Regions from separate parts of the Mus musculus genome. Here regions 2, 3 and 4 are each linked to region 1. Evidence: chromatin contacts called from public Hi-C, HiChIP or PLAC-seq and promoter capture Hi-C data. All regions are on one chromosome and are shown on one strand. Each heading gives the region's core, a stretch centred on a gene start, on an enhancer-like site or on the middle of the called end of the contact. The rest is flanking DNA. Distances are from core to core; before and after follow the strand shown. Region 1 holds the start of Wdfy2 (WD repeat and FYVE domain containing 2). Region 2 overlaps Fam124a (family with sequence similarity 124, member A). Region 3 holds the start of Serpine3 (serpin peptidase inhibitor, clade E (nexin, plasminogen activator inhibitor type 1), member 3). Region 4 overlaps Ints6 (integrator complex subunit 6).

Region 1 (2,619 bases), core at 59-2,558:
TCACAACTTTCCATAACTCCAGTTCCAGGGATCCAGGCACACACCTGGCGAACAGACATACATGAACGGAAGACAGCCTTCTGACTGCTTTATTCCTTTCTCTCTCAATTCTGTACAAACACTAGTCTGATTATTTCACGTAAGTGGAATCATAAAATAAACGGTCCTCTATGATTAGTTCCTTTCATTTAGCATTTTGCTTTCAAGGTTCGCCTTGCTTTGCTATGCTAATGGAAATCACAGATATCTAGTACCCCACCGTTTCTTTTGGACCTGACAGTAGCAATGTTTATCCTTTGAAGCAATACTACATTCCCCCCCCCCCAAAAGAGACTGTTTTACATCCCCACCTGAATTGTAAAGGAGTTCCAATTTCCCCATAGCCCAGTCAACATTTTATTCTCCTTATTACAGTCATTCTATATTATATTGTGATTGTATTTATTAACTGTCCGTTGTCACTGGAAAAGCAAAAATGTTCAATTGCTAGGGATTGGAAACAAGACTGGACAAAAAGACTTAGGTTCAAGTGTGAGTCCTTTATTCATAATACAAAGAGAAGATTGATACCATGATCTCTAAACTCCCTCAAAGAAGCTTGTATGAGAGTCTCTTCTTCCTCTACCCTCATATCTCACTAAAACCGGTGGCAGTGTGACCCCGAGAGAAGTCTTGCTCAGCAGGGCTTGCTCTTTAGTTCTCCCTCTTAGATACTACACTATTTCTGCCTCTGACTTGGGCAATAACCCACAGAAGGCGCAGAGTTTCGTTTGCCCACATCTCTCCTGGGCTGAGAAGTGGGCGTTACTGCTTTCTAGAACAAGGACGTCGAGGATGGAGGAAACTACAACCCCCAAGAGTCCACGCGGTGCTGGCAAGAGCCGTTTCTCTACGGCCGACAGCACAGCGCCCTCTCCGGTGTGTTATTGTTAAAACTTAGCGGTGAGTCATCTGCGCGCATGCACACTCACGTCCCAACTAGTTTAGCCTCTATCCTTCCTGCAGGCGCTTTTCCGGTGCGGCTGACGTAGGCTTTTCCCCGCCCCCAGAGTCTGGAGAGGGTGGGGCTCTGGGCACGCGCATTCACAGATTTTTTTTTTTATGAGGGAGGGGACAAAGCTTTGGGTGTGGAAGGGAAAGTAAAGGACTGCGGGGCGCATGCGTCCTGACAGCACTGCGGGCCTCGGTTACTTACGGGCGGCGGGGCGGAAGTGGCTCCTGGACTGACGCACGCGCATTGGCTGCTAGTGCCCATCCTCCGGAAGTGGGTTGGCCGCCTTGCGACAGGGCCCCGCCCCGCCCCGCCCCCTGCTCCCCGCCCCCTACTCTCTTAGGTGGCGCCGGCTTGCGGCTAGTGTGGCGGCGGTGTTGGTTTTGGAAGCCAGAGCGGGCACATTCCCTGGACAGGCGGCAGGGCTATGGTCGCTGGCTCCCAAAGGCCCGCTCCGCTTCGCAGCCCGATCCTGAGCGCAAGCCTGAGCGTTCTCTTCAGCCAAGTCCCCCGGCGCGTTCGGCTGCTCCCCGGGCGCGCCCCCTCCGATGGCGGCGGAGATCCAGCCCCAGCCACTGACCCGCAAGCCGATCCTGCTGCAGCGGGTCGAGGGGTCGCAGGAGGTGGTCAACATGGCGGTGATTGTACCTAAAGAAGAGGGTGTCATCAGCGTCTCGGAGGACAGGTACTGACTGCTTGTCCCCGTGCCGCGCGGAGGTCCGGCCCTGGCTTGGTGGGAGGGTAGACCGCACCTACTGGTTCAGTTCCCAGCGCGGTGGCCTTGGCCTCAGCAACTGGTCCCTGGCGGAGTCCGAGTGGCCCTTGGGTTAACAGTGCAGGAGACACCAGACCTGGTCCAGTTTTGGGGATGGGAAGGGCAGAGGGAGAAGCCGCCCAGCTTTGCAGGTGTTTTAGCTTAAAGGACCCTCCATGCACCGGGATGATTTGGAGGCGCTGCTAGTTGGTCCATTGTTTGGTTACCCAAACGAGAAAGGGAACGTATTTTCTTTCTTCTATACGGTTCACCGAATCTGTGTATCTCCAGGACATCTTTCACCGAACCCAAGGACTTATTAAATTGTGAAGAGAGTAACTTTGGGCTTCTGCGTGTGGCGCCTTCCTTTCCTAAAAGTTTATGTCTTGGAGCTCAAGGGGAAGTGACTGGAAGTTGCAAGGGATCACTTTTGCAGACAACTGCTTGAGTTCCTTCCCTTTGCCTACTTCCTTTCCAAGATTGCTTAATTAGCAGAAGTAGCTCTGGTTCTGCCTTCAGGATTCCCCTTTTGCGCTGTGTTTTTGATTTCCAGAGGAATGCCGCTTGAATATAGGGGATAGGGTAAGATATCTGAAATTACTATTTGGGTAATATCTACAAGCATTTTAAAATCAGTTGTAGCGTGGCAGAGGTATGTAACTGTCTGGGTTCTTAGCTTCAGACAGGCAGTTAGGTTTTCTTATTATAAGTTAGTATCATGCCGAGGTAGAGTTATTCTGTGACTCTTAAAATTGCAAAGATAAAGCAAAAAGTGCTCACTTAAAAAAAAATCGTTTCAGCACCTAATGTAAATTCAAACATTTTTTACTTGATTTGTTTCTTAGGTTCTTGAATATAAAGGAAGAGTGTATTG
Region 2 (2,619 bases), core at 60-2,559, 230 kb before region 1:
GGAGGAGTTCTACATCTGAGCGCATCTTGGCTTTCAGACAGACTCAGTCACAGAAACTCGGGTACCACTGTGACCAGCTCTTTGTTCACAGGGTGCTCTCAGCCCCATTTGCCAGCTGACTAGAACTTAATTATCTGTCTTGGGAGACTGTTGGCATGTTGACCATGCCACCTATCCTTAGCTGACAGGTGCCATATTTCTAGAGGTTCAGAAAAAGGAAGAAGGAGGAGGAGGAGGAAAAGGAGGAGCAGGAAGAGGAGGAGGAGGAAGAGGAGGAGGAGGAGGAGGGAGAGGAGGAGGAGGAAGAGAAGGAGAAGAAGAAGGAGAAGAAGGAGAAGAAGAAGAAGAAGAAGAAGAAGAAGAAGAAGAAGAAGAAGAAGAAGAAGAAGAAGAAGAAGAAGAAGAAGAAGAAGAAACAAACACCTGACATTTTTATGGAAATACATTTTCAACACACTTAGCTCACAAAATCTATTTTTGAATGCTCAATTATACAGTATAATGCCTCATATAATTATTTGAACTGAAAAAGAAGACATAGCCAGAGCTGACTTGACAATTGTTCACACTCAGAAAGTAAAATAACTAAGGCCAAAGTGTTGAAGGGGGAAAGAACACCCAGGGACTGGCCCCACGTCAGTGTGCAGTACAGAATGCATGCCTTCCTAGTGCCCACTGTCACACAGGGACCCAGGACCGTAGAATCCAGAAGTGCTGCTTCCGGTGGGTGCTTCATAGAACAGCCAGCAACCTACAGCAGACAGCAGAAAGCCTTGCTTTGAAACCATTCAGCACTTGAAAATCTGGGTCTACACACAACTGGCTAGCAAGCCTTATAAAGACTTAGCATGAGTACCCAATGCCTTGCACACTTACAAAATACTCTGAGTATGAAAGCTACCTTTGCACACTCTTCCTCAGCCGACTCATGTTGGTAAGCAAGCCTGCAGACCGTCCCTTCTGGACTGATTTGTATAAGGGGATTCATGGCCTGCAGTTACAAATAACAGGTTATGAGGTATGCTGGGGAAGCAGGCAGGAGAATCTCTGACTTTAAAAAGCACACGTTTCGAAAGGGCTACATATATCTCTCCATAAATGACCAGAGCCATCTTTTGTAATTTGTAGCACTGTGCCCAGTAAACAGTTAAAATGCTTGGAACATTTTTGGCTGTCCTTTTGATTGTCCATGTGAGCCAGTGCCCCATGCCCCAAAGTAGGAAAGTGTGTGGTGCTGTCCCACAGGGCCAGCCTCCAGCTAGTGCGCAGGAGCCTTGGGGAGAGCGGACACTACAGTCACCCAGCTTCCCCATCTGTTGTCCGTTGCTGCCACCGTGTGAATGGTGACCAGACCTCCCAGTGAGGCTATGTTTACAACCCCACCTCACCAAATGCCAACTTCTGGCATTGGGATCAATGCCAAACTATCCCCAGATTCTGTTTAATCGTGGGAAAGAAAAGCATGGGCGTGTTCTGTTCCCTGCCAGCGTGGTGCTTCTTGCCTCCTCTCTGGAAGGGCCTACACCAGCTCAGATGCACTCTCGGAGCCTTTCCAGCAGGACCTTCAAGCTCTCTTACGCATCACTGTCCATCAGCCTCGGGTCCACCATCCTCACAAGGAAAGCCTGGGCCTCTCTCTTTGGACTTTGCAGGACTCTGAGGTCATCTCGGTGTAAATAAATAAAAACGTGGACTGTCCTGATTCTGGATCAACCTCTGAAAAAGCCAACCTCTGGAAAGGGCTAAATGATAAGTATTTTAAAGTTTGTCACATCATGTTTTAAACTTTATCCAAATGTGTTGCTATCGCTTCTATTGCAGCATGAAAAATAAAAGATATGTGAATGGGAGTGGCTGAGTTGCAATCAGACTTCATTTCTAAGAGCAGGTTATGGCCAGTATCGGCTCAAGTGGCAGTTGCGGAGCCCTCAAGACAGACTGCTGTAGAAGATTGGCTCAATTCCAGCTTAGGTTTTCCAAGCCTCTGCTGGGAAGATGATGATGGTGGTGGTGGTGATGGTGATGATGATGATGATAAGCCCCTATGGCTCACCCCAGCCCAGAACTTTGACTCCAAGTCAATAGCTGATAGTGATTTTAAAAAATATATTAACCTCAGAAAGGAGAAAAAAATAACTTAGGGTGATGGCACACCTCTGGGACAGGATCCAATGCATCACCACCAAGAGACAGGAAGGTAAAGGTGAGTGTCCTGGATCCCTGAGATGGCATCTGCCTTTGTTCCCCACAGTACCCCTGCTTTGGAATGCTAACCTCACAAGGATTATCTTTGAAACCCAACTCCAGTCTCAGTATTTCTACCCTTTCCTCTGTGAACTGTCCCCCCAGCACAGTCCCGTCGGCCAAGCTGAGTGATCCCTAAAAGACGTCAGAGATACCACACAGAAGAGAGGCTTGTCAGTACCTTTTCCTGCTGCAGTCCACTCCCAGGCTGCCCTGGACTGGCATGGGAGATGGAGGGAGTCTACCGAGCAGCTACCTTCTGTAAAACCTTGCTTTCTCCCTGTGCTAACCCGGTGCTCACCAGTGGATCCTGACTCTTGGAGCAGTACTGACCTTATGACAGATACTGAAGTCCAATAGGTGACACGTAGATTT
Region 3 (2,619 bases), core at 78-2,577, 170 kb before region 1:
ATATTTAGTCCATGTGAGAAATGTCTCGAGCATTTAAAGTTTTCCTGGCATTGTTTCATGAAAATGTTTTCAAAAGCAGTTTAGAATTGTACATTCATAAAGTTAGGAAATCACATTCACAGAAGTGACACAGCCAGATTGCCCAATTTCAGAAGTCGTTTCTCAGGCATCTCTCCGTACTGCTATTGGCAATTACTTAATTAATCGACTTTAGCTAAAGTCAGTCCACCTTAAGAACCTTGAGGCATCGCAAAAAGCCCTTGGATTTACTGCAGCTTTCTGTTTAACGCTGTCAGTGTAAACATCTAAAGTCCACGTTCAAAGTGAAAGACAAGAGTCCAGTGAGAGTGTAGCCCAGGCTGCTGATTCAATGCTACATTCCCCAACCAGGCCTAGAGCCTTGGGGCCCAGCAGGCAATCAGGAGCTAGTTCTTGGATGCACGAATAGATGGAATGAATGCTTTCTCTGGGTACTTTGACAGAAGTTAAATACATTTCTTTCCCCTGCCATACTGTAGCTTAGAGTCCAAGACACACAATGGTGAATTTACATCAAAATTCAAGATTTGAAGAGATTTCATATGAAACAGCTACAGAACTGTAACTATCCTAAGACCCAAAATACCCTTGGATTGAATATCTATGATTAAACTTTAAAGTGAATTGCCCACTGATTATAGGGGTGTGAGTACTTGTCAAGTTAAAGGGACCCCCCATGGGATCTCTCTTTCTTAAATTATTATAGTGGGCTTGTTGCACTGTATCTGAGGACTGTTCTAGGGCTCATATTACACAGCAGGTACACTCGATTTTGTTAATAATGGATGAGGCCAGCTGTCTTGCTCTAACCTGATTGAACCAGACTTTGCACTGCTTGCTTTTTTTTCTTTTTCAGCCCTGCACTTGCTGAAAGTTCCAGGCCATGCTCAAAGACTGACCTATTGTTTTGTTTCCAGGAGGAGGAGAGAGGCACTAGGTACCTGGCACCCAGCAAAAACCCAGAGTTATCTCGGAATTCTTCAAAGTCATAAAGGGCTAGATGGAGGGTTCCTTGCTGGTACAACCAGGTCACAAGCCTTAGAAGGCTTGATGGGCATGGCTGGCTCTGTCCCCGAGGCATACTCTGCTCTCATCTGGGCTTTGCTGCCTACAGCTGAGATGCTTCTCCTGGCTCCCTGCAGAACGTCCAGGCTCCAGGAATTTGGACGGAGTGGTAGAGACATCGCCGGCAGAGACGGCAATTACCAGCTTCCTCCCTGGGATGTCTTGTGATTCGGGGCACATTCTGCTCCTACTCTTTTAAAAAGGGCAGCATGTTGATGCTCAAGGCACAAGAACAGAATCAAACAAGGAAACTACCATTTGATTAAAGAGTCGGTGAGTATACAACACATCCCTGGTAGTCATGGCAGGACCTGGGTCACCAGGAGTCTGGGCATCAAAGTCTATTTGCTAAGGGTTGCAAGTGCTCTTGTCTCGGAAGCTGATAGAAGCTGCACGAACTCTCAAAGTAGGACTTGAAGCTTTCACTAATGACCTTAGAGTAAAGCCTACTTTCTCTCTAGACATACGCACCCATGCAAATTCCCACTCCGTGGGTTCCGAGGTCACGTGTATTTGTGTTCAGCCCTGAAGGGAAGAGCTGGGAAACATGGCTTTTTCTCTTAGATCTTTATTTAAAGGGAATTCCACTGAGCCCAGGCCTTTGCTTATAAGCTTGTATAGGAAGTGCTTTGGACTGGGTATTTCTCTCCCATTGGCCTAGTCTGATTCCACAGTTGAAGCAATTAGCAAAGATTGCTACTGTAGTGAAAGTGCTCTGCTCTGCTCTTCTTGCTCCCTTCTGGATTCCTTTGCTACTCATGGTAGCCCCTCTTCCTGGGAGGACACAGTTCTGAGGAGGAGCTTTCTATTATTATTGTTCTACTCTGTGGAATAATCTACTACGTAGCATGAAATCTAATATTCTAGGCCCAGCTATCCCATTCATCACTCTTAGAACATACATATATGTTCTTAATATTTTATGTAGTACTCTTAAAGGCCAGGATCTGTCATAACTCTGTTATTCTCCCCCTACCAGTGAGTCACTGAGTTCTCTAGAGCACAGCCCCCATGACTATAGTTACGATACCTAGTATGGATGTGAGAATATCAACCAAGAATATATAATCTTTTTAGCCTAAAAGATAAACTTTGAGTATGGTTAATATTATAATGACTCATAAGAAACATGGCTCAGCTATAAGCAGGCTAAGTACTAGGAAACCATAGGATGCACTTTGACATTTCTTAACATAATGACTTGTTTCACTATAACCAGGACTTTTCCAAGGCCTCACGTACAGTAAGAGGAGCAGATCTTCCAGCACGGGGTTGAGTTTTCAAAAAGATCCCAGCCCAACCAAGCATCCTAGACATGTAGGAGCATGGTGGGTAAGCAAGAAAGTGAAGCGAGACTGTCCTTTGGGCCATACCTGGCCACTGAAAACAGAGCCAGGTGCCCCAGTTCCCAGATGATGAGCCTTGTCACCTTGTCTTCCTTGTCACCAGCATTCTCTCTGTACTTCCCCTCCCTCTGAACTGCAGGTGTCCAGTCTCCATGCTGCCTCTCCTGCA
Region 4 (2,619 bases), core at 75-2,574, 130 kb before region 1:
TATTCCTCCCCAAAAATAACTTAAGCTAAATTGACCACAGCTATCCAACAAATTATATCATAGAACATTTCAGAGTTACCTTTTTATCCAGTTTAAAGGGATTGCCAAATGTATGCAACCTTCGAGGCTGATCAGGATCAAGTTCTCTCAATGGAGAAGGTACTTGCTTGAGGTATTCCTGGTAATTCCCCATTTGTGCTATAGGTACACTGTGCACTTGATCTTTTCAGAGAGAATATATCAAACAAAAGTTATCATCACTAATAATTACTCTAGCTATCCCATATATGAATACCAACCCCATTTTACTACCCACTGGAAGTTAGTATAGAGCATGTATAAATGTAACAGCTTTTAATTCTTCAAAAGTAAATTTAAAGTACTAATTTTATCTTGTAGGCAAAATAAAGTAGAATTTGTAGAAAATAGTAGAGTGAAACTAGCACATGAATAAAGACGTGTAATGATGAGAAGGCTTTAGTCATAGCAAGAGCTCATGGTGTGAATTACAACAGATGCCATAGAAACAAGGAAGTAGCAGAATATGCCATGAAATGGTCACCCAGAGTCAAACTATCAGATGCTAACACAGCCCAATAAAATGACCGTAGGAGTCCAGGTGCCTGAAGAAGTGTGAATAAACTGGTAAGAGGAGTTGTGGTTAACAATGACATGAAGGAGAAGTGTAGAAAATAAGGGATGAATCACCCTTTTAAACATTTTTATTTTTAATTATATGAATGTATATCTGAGTGCTTTACATCACCTACTTGAATTAATGAGAATACTACAAGTTTGTACAATGTATATTATCATCTCCTTACCAATTATAAAGAAAGGTTGTTTTAAAAACAGAAATAATATTTAAAATCATACTCTAACCTTCATCCTGGCCTTTAAGAAATTTGCGGGTGCTCTTTAAAAGGTTCGATCTCATTCTTGTTAAATGATCCAGAAGGTTCCGTCTTGGTATATCATAAGCGTTTCTAAAGGTCTGAGGCTTCAAATCCTACACAAACACAGTCAAGGATAAAATATTTCTAAAAAGAATTTAAAATCTCTTTAGCCTGCAGCATAGGCTCAAAAATGAAATTTAAAATAACTAAGCTAACTAGGCAGCTTTGAAAGAGCAAAAGAAAACAAACACACGACGATACAATATTAACTACAACATTTTAAGGCCAAAAGATAAGACGTTTTCTGGTAAGCTCAACAAAATAAAGCAACCGCTAAGTTTTAAGATCTTTTAGTATGCTCTGGGTAAGGGAAGCAAATCAGTTAACAAAAGCCCTTCTTTAACCTCTAGAAGAGTTTGATCAGCACTCTGCTCTCTGAGCATGTGGGCCTGAAGAGCAAGCATGTGAGCTTACAGTTGGCTGACATCGTCACACATAGCTTAGAGCACTTTCATGGTCTGGATGTCAATATCTTGATTCCAGTCTTTTATCACAAGTTCTGTGCTTCTCTGACCTGTACCTTGCCTACTTTGGTTTTCTTTTCTTCTTTTTTAAAATATATATAGTATTGAGAGTGAAACCAGGGGCTCTCAGATGTTAGGCAATCATTCGACCATTCAACTACATCTCAAGTTATACCAGTTCACTGAAGAGAGGATATTTAATTTTAAAAAGGTTCAATTTACCAACTTTTTGGGTTTGTGTTCTTTTTGGATTTGTGTTATACTACAAAAATCTTCATTAGCTTTAAACACTATGAAGATGTTTTCTTTTTTTCTTCTGTATGCTTAAGGTTTAATTCTTATGATTATGATTACATCAAATATGAGGTAATTATGTTGTATAGGGATACCCACTGCTGTAGCTACTTTTAAGAGGCTTTTCCCACTTTGATTCCCATGGCATGTTAAATGACTGTGTGTGACCTGCCCTATTCCATTCTACCTCGCCTCTGTATTTAACCACACAATCACTTTGCCATAATCACAGCAGTTTTTCAGTTCTAAATTACGCATCTGCAATTGTCCAAACTTTATTCCTTTTCCAAAACTGCTTCAGCTATTCCAGACTCTTTGTATTCCCATATATCAGCTCGGCTATTCTATTGTCTACAGAAAGGTTGCTGAAAAAAATAATTTTAATAATGAGTTATAAAGCATGCTAAGGTCTTAAGTGTAAGTGAATTCTAATATCAGCTCTGTAACTTGATGGAATCTTTAAGCCGTTGTTTTCACTATCAATCAACTCATTCATTCACATACTATATACAATTTCTGTTTTAATTCAAAGGTTCAGTGGTAATATATTAAGTATCATTCTACAGCCATATAGAAGTGAGCCTTTTGAAGCCTCGACAAACTGTTAGTTAATATGAACTATAACTTGCTCTATGACAGACTACAACACAACTAAAGCAATGTTAAACTGACTGTTACCTTATTTAGTAAAGCAACCTGGAACCCAGTGTACTCCTTCATATTAAGGTCTAGCAACCTGTGGGGGACATCCTCCGAAATACCCTGCAGCACTTGAAAACCTTTCCTATGCGCCATTGACAACCCATGTGACCGGCTTCGGACTTTAATTCCAGTTTCCTGTACTACTTTTTTGCCTACGGATCCGATGACTCTATCAGATTCAATTTTGGCCTAAAGTAAAAAGA

What was found. Hi-C and Micro-C count contacts between places; a contact is called where the count stands out from the background. HiChIP or PLAC-seq counts read pairs in DNA pulled down with a chosen protein or histone mark. Capture Hi-C pulls out chosen DNA fragments and counts their contacts.
Region 2: a Hi-C map of cerebral cortex shows a contact between it and region 1, with 2.3 times the contacts expected there. The contact joins the enhancer-like site here to the promoter of Wdfy2 in region 1. A contact is called at or near these places in 3 of 484 Hi-C or Micro-C datasets (cerebral cortex, liver and olfactory sensory neurons) and 1 of 115 datasets of contacts at active chromatin or transcription factors (forebrain).
Region 3: a promoter capture Hi-C map of adipose tissue shows a contact between it and region 1. The contact joins the promoter of Serpine3 here to the promoter of Wdfy2 in region 1. A contact is called at or near these places in 4 of 39 promoter capture datasets (HPC-7-derived erythroid cells, liver, stem cell-derived epiblast-like cells and 1 more), 1 of 484 Hi-C or Micro-C datasets (nephron progenitors), 2 of 115 datasets of contacts at active chromatin or transcription factors (bone marrow-derived macrophages and embryonic stem cells) and 2 of 9 other capture datasets (adipose tissue and embryonic stem cells).
Region 4: an H3K4me3 HiChIP or PLAC-seq map of bone marrow-derived macrophages shows a contact between it and region 1, with 4 times the contacts expected there. The contact joins the enhancer-like site here to the promoter of Wdfy2 in region 1. A contact is called at or near these places in 13 of 39 promoter capture datasets (the 3T3-L1 cell line, 3T3-L1-derived adipocytes, the C10 cell line and 8 more), 13 of 484 Hi-C or Micro-C datasets (the G1E-ER4 cell line, Th1 cells, bone marrow-derived dendritic cells and 8 more), 9 of 115 datasets of contacts at active chromatin or transcription factors (the SCID.adh cell line, acute myeloid leukemia, bone marrow-derived dendritic cells and 4 more) and 3 of 9 other capture datasets (adipose tissue, liver and pancreatic islet).

What each region holds. Positions count from the first base shown.
Region 1 is chr14:62,836,382-62,839,000 of GRCm38.p6, forward strand. It overlaps Wdfy2 (WD repeat and FYVE domain containing 2), which reads left to right and starts at 1,309. Exons shown (of 12, transcript NM_175546.4): 1 at 1,309-1,676. The coding sequence starts at 1,540. It overlaps Gm26536 (predicted gene, 26536), which reads right to left and starts at 2,150. Exons shown (of 2, transcript NR_168886.1): 1 at 1,744-2,150; 2 at 520-1,639. It overlaps Mir8098 (microRNA 8098), which reads left to right and starts at 1,340; the gene lies at 1,340-1,476.
Region 2 is chr14:62,606,637-62,609,255 of GRCm38.p6, forward strand. It overlaps Fam124a (family with sequence similarity 124, member A), which reads left to right. Exons shown (of 4, transcript NM_001243857.1): 4 at 1-1,849. The coding sequence ends at 19. Among named protein-coding and RNA genes, the nearest start is that of Gm52153, 20 kb to the right of the region's middle. Within about 2 kb of position 1,310, at least 8 of the 459 cell types and tissues checked have an H3K27ac peak or open chromatin away from gene starts, as enhancers often do. A contact at or near this core is called in cerebral cortex, where this site is marked.
Region 3 is chr14:62,662,340-62,664,958 of GRCm38.p6, forward strand. It overlaps Serpine3 (serpin peptidase inhibitor, clade E (nexin, plasminogen activator inhibitor type 1), member 3), which reads left to right and starts at 1,328. Exons shown (of 9, transcript NM_001199945.1): 1 at 1,328-1,377; 2 at 2,590-2,619. The coding sequence starts at 2,603.
Region 4 is chr14:62,702,292-62,704,910 of GRCm38.p6, forward strand. It overlaps Ints6 (integrator complex subunit 6), which reads right to left. Exons shown (of 19, transcript NM_008715.2): 12 at 2,393-2,605; 13 at 883-1,009; 14 at 80-222. Among named protein-coding and RNA genes, the nearest start is that of Serpine3, 40 kb to the left of the region's middle. Within about 2 kb of position 1,325, at least 2 of the 459 cell types and tissues checked have an H3K27ac peak or open chromatin away from gene starts, as enhancers often do.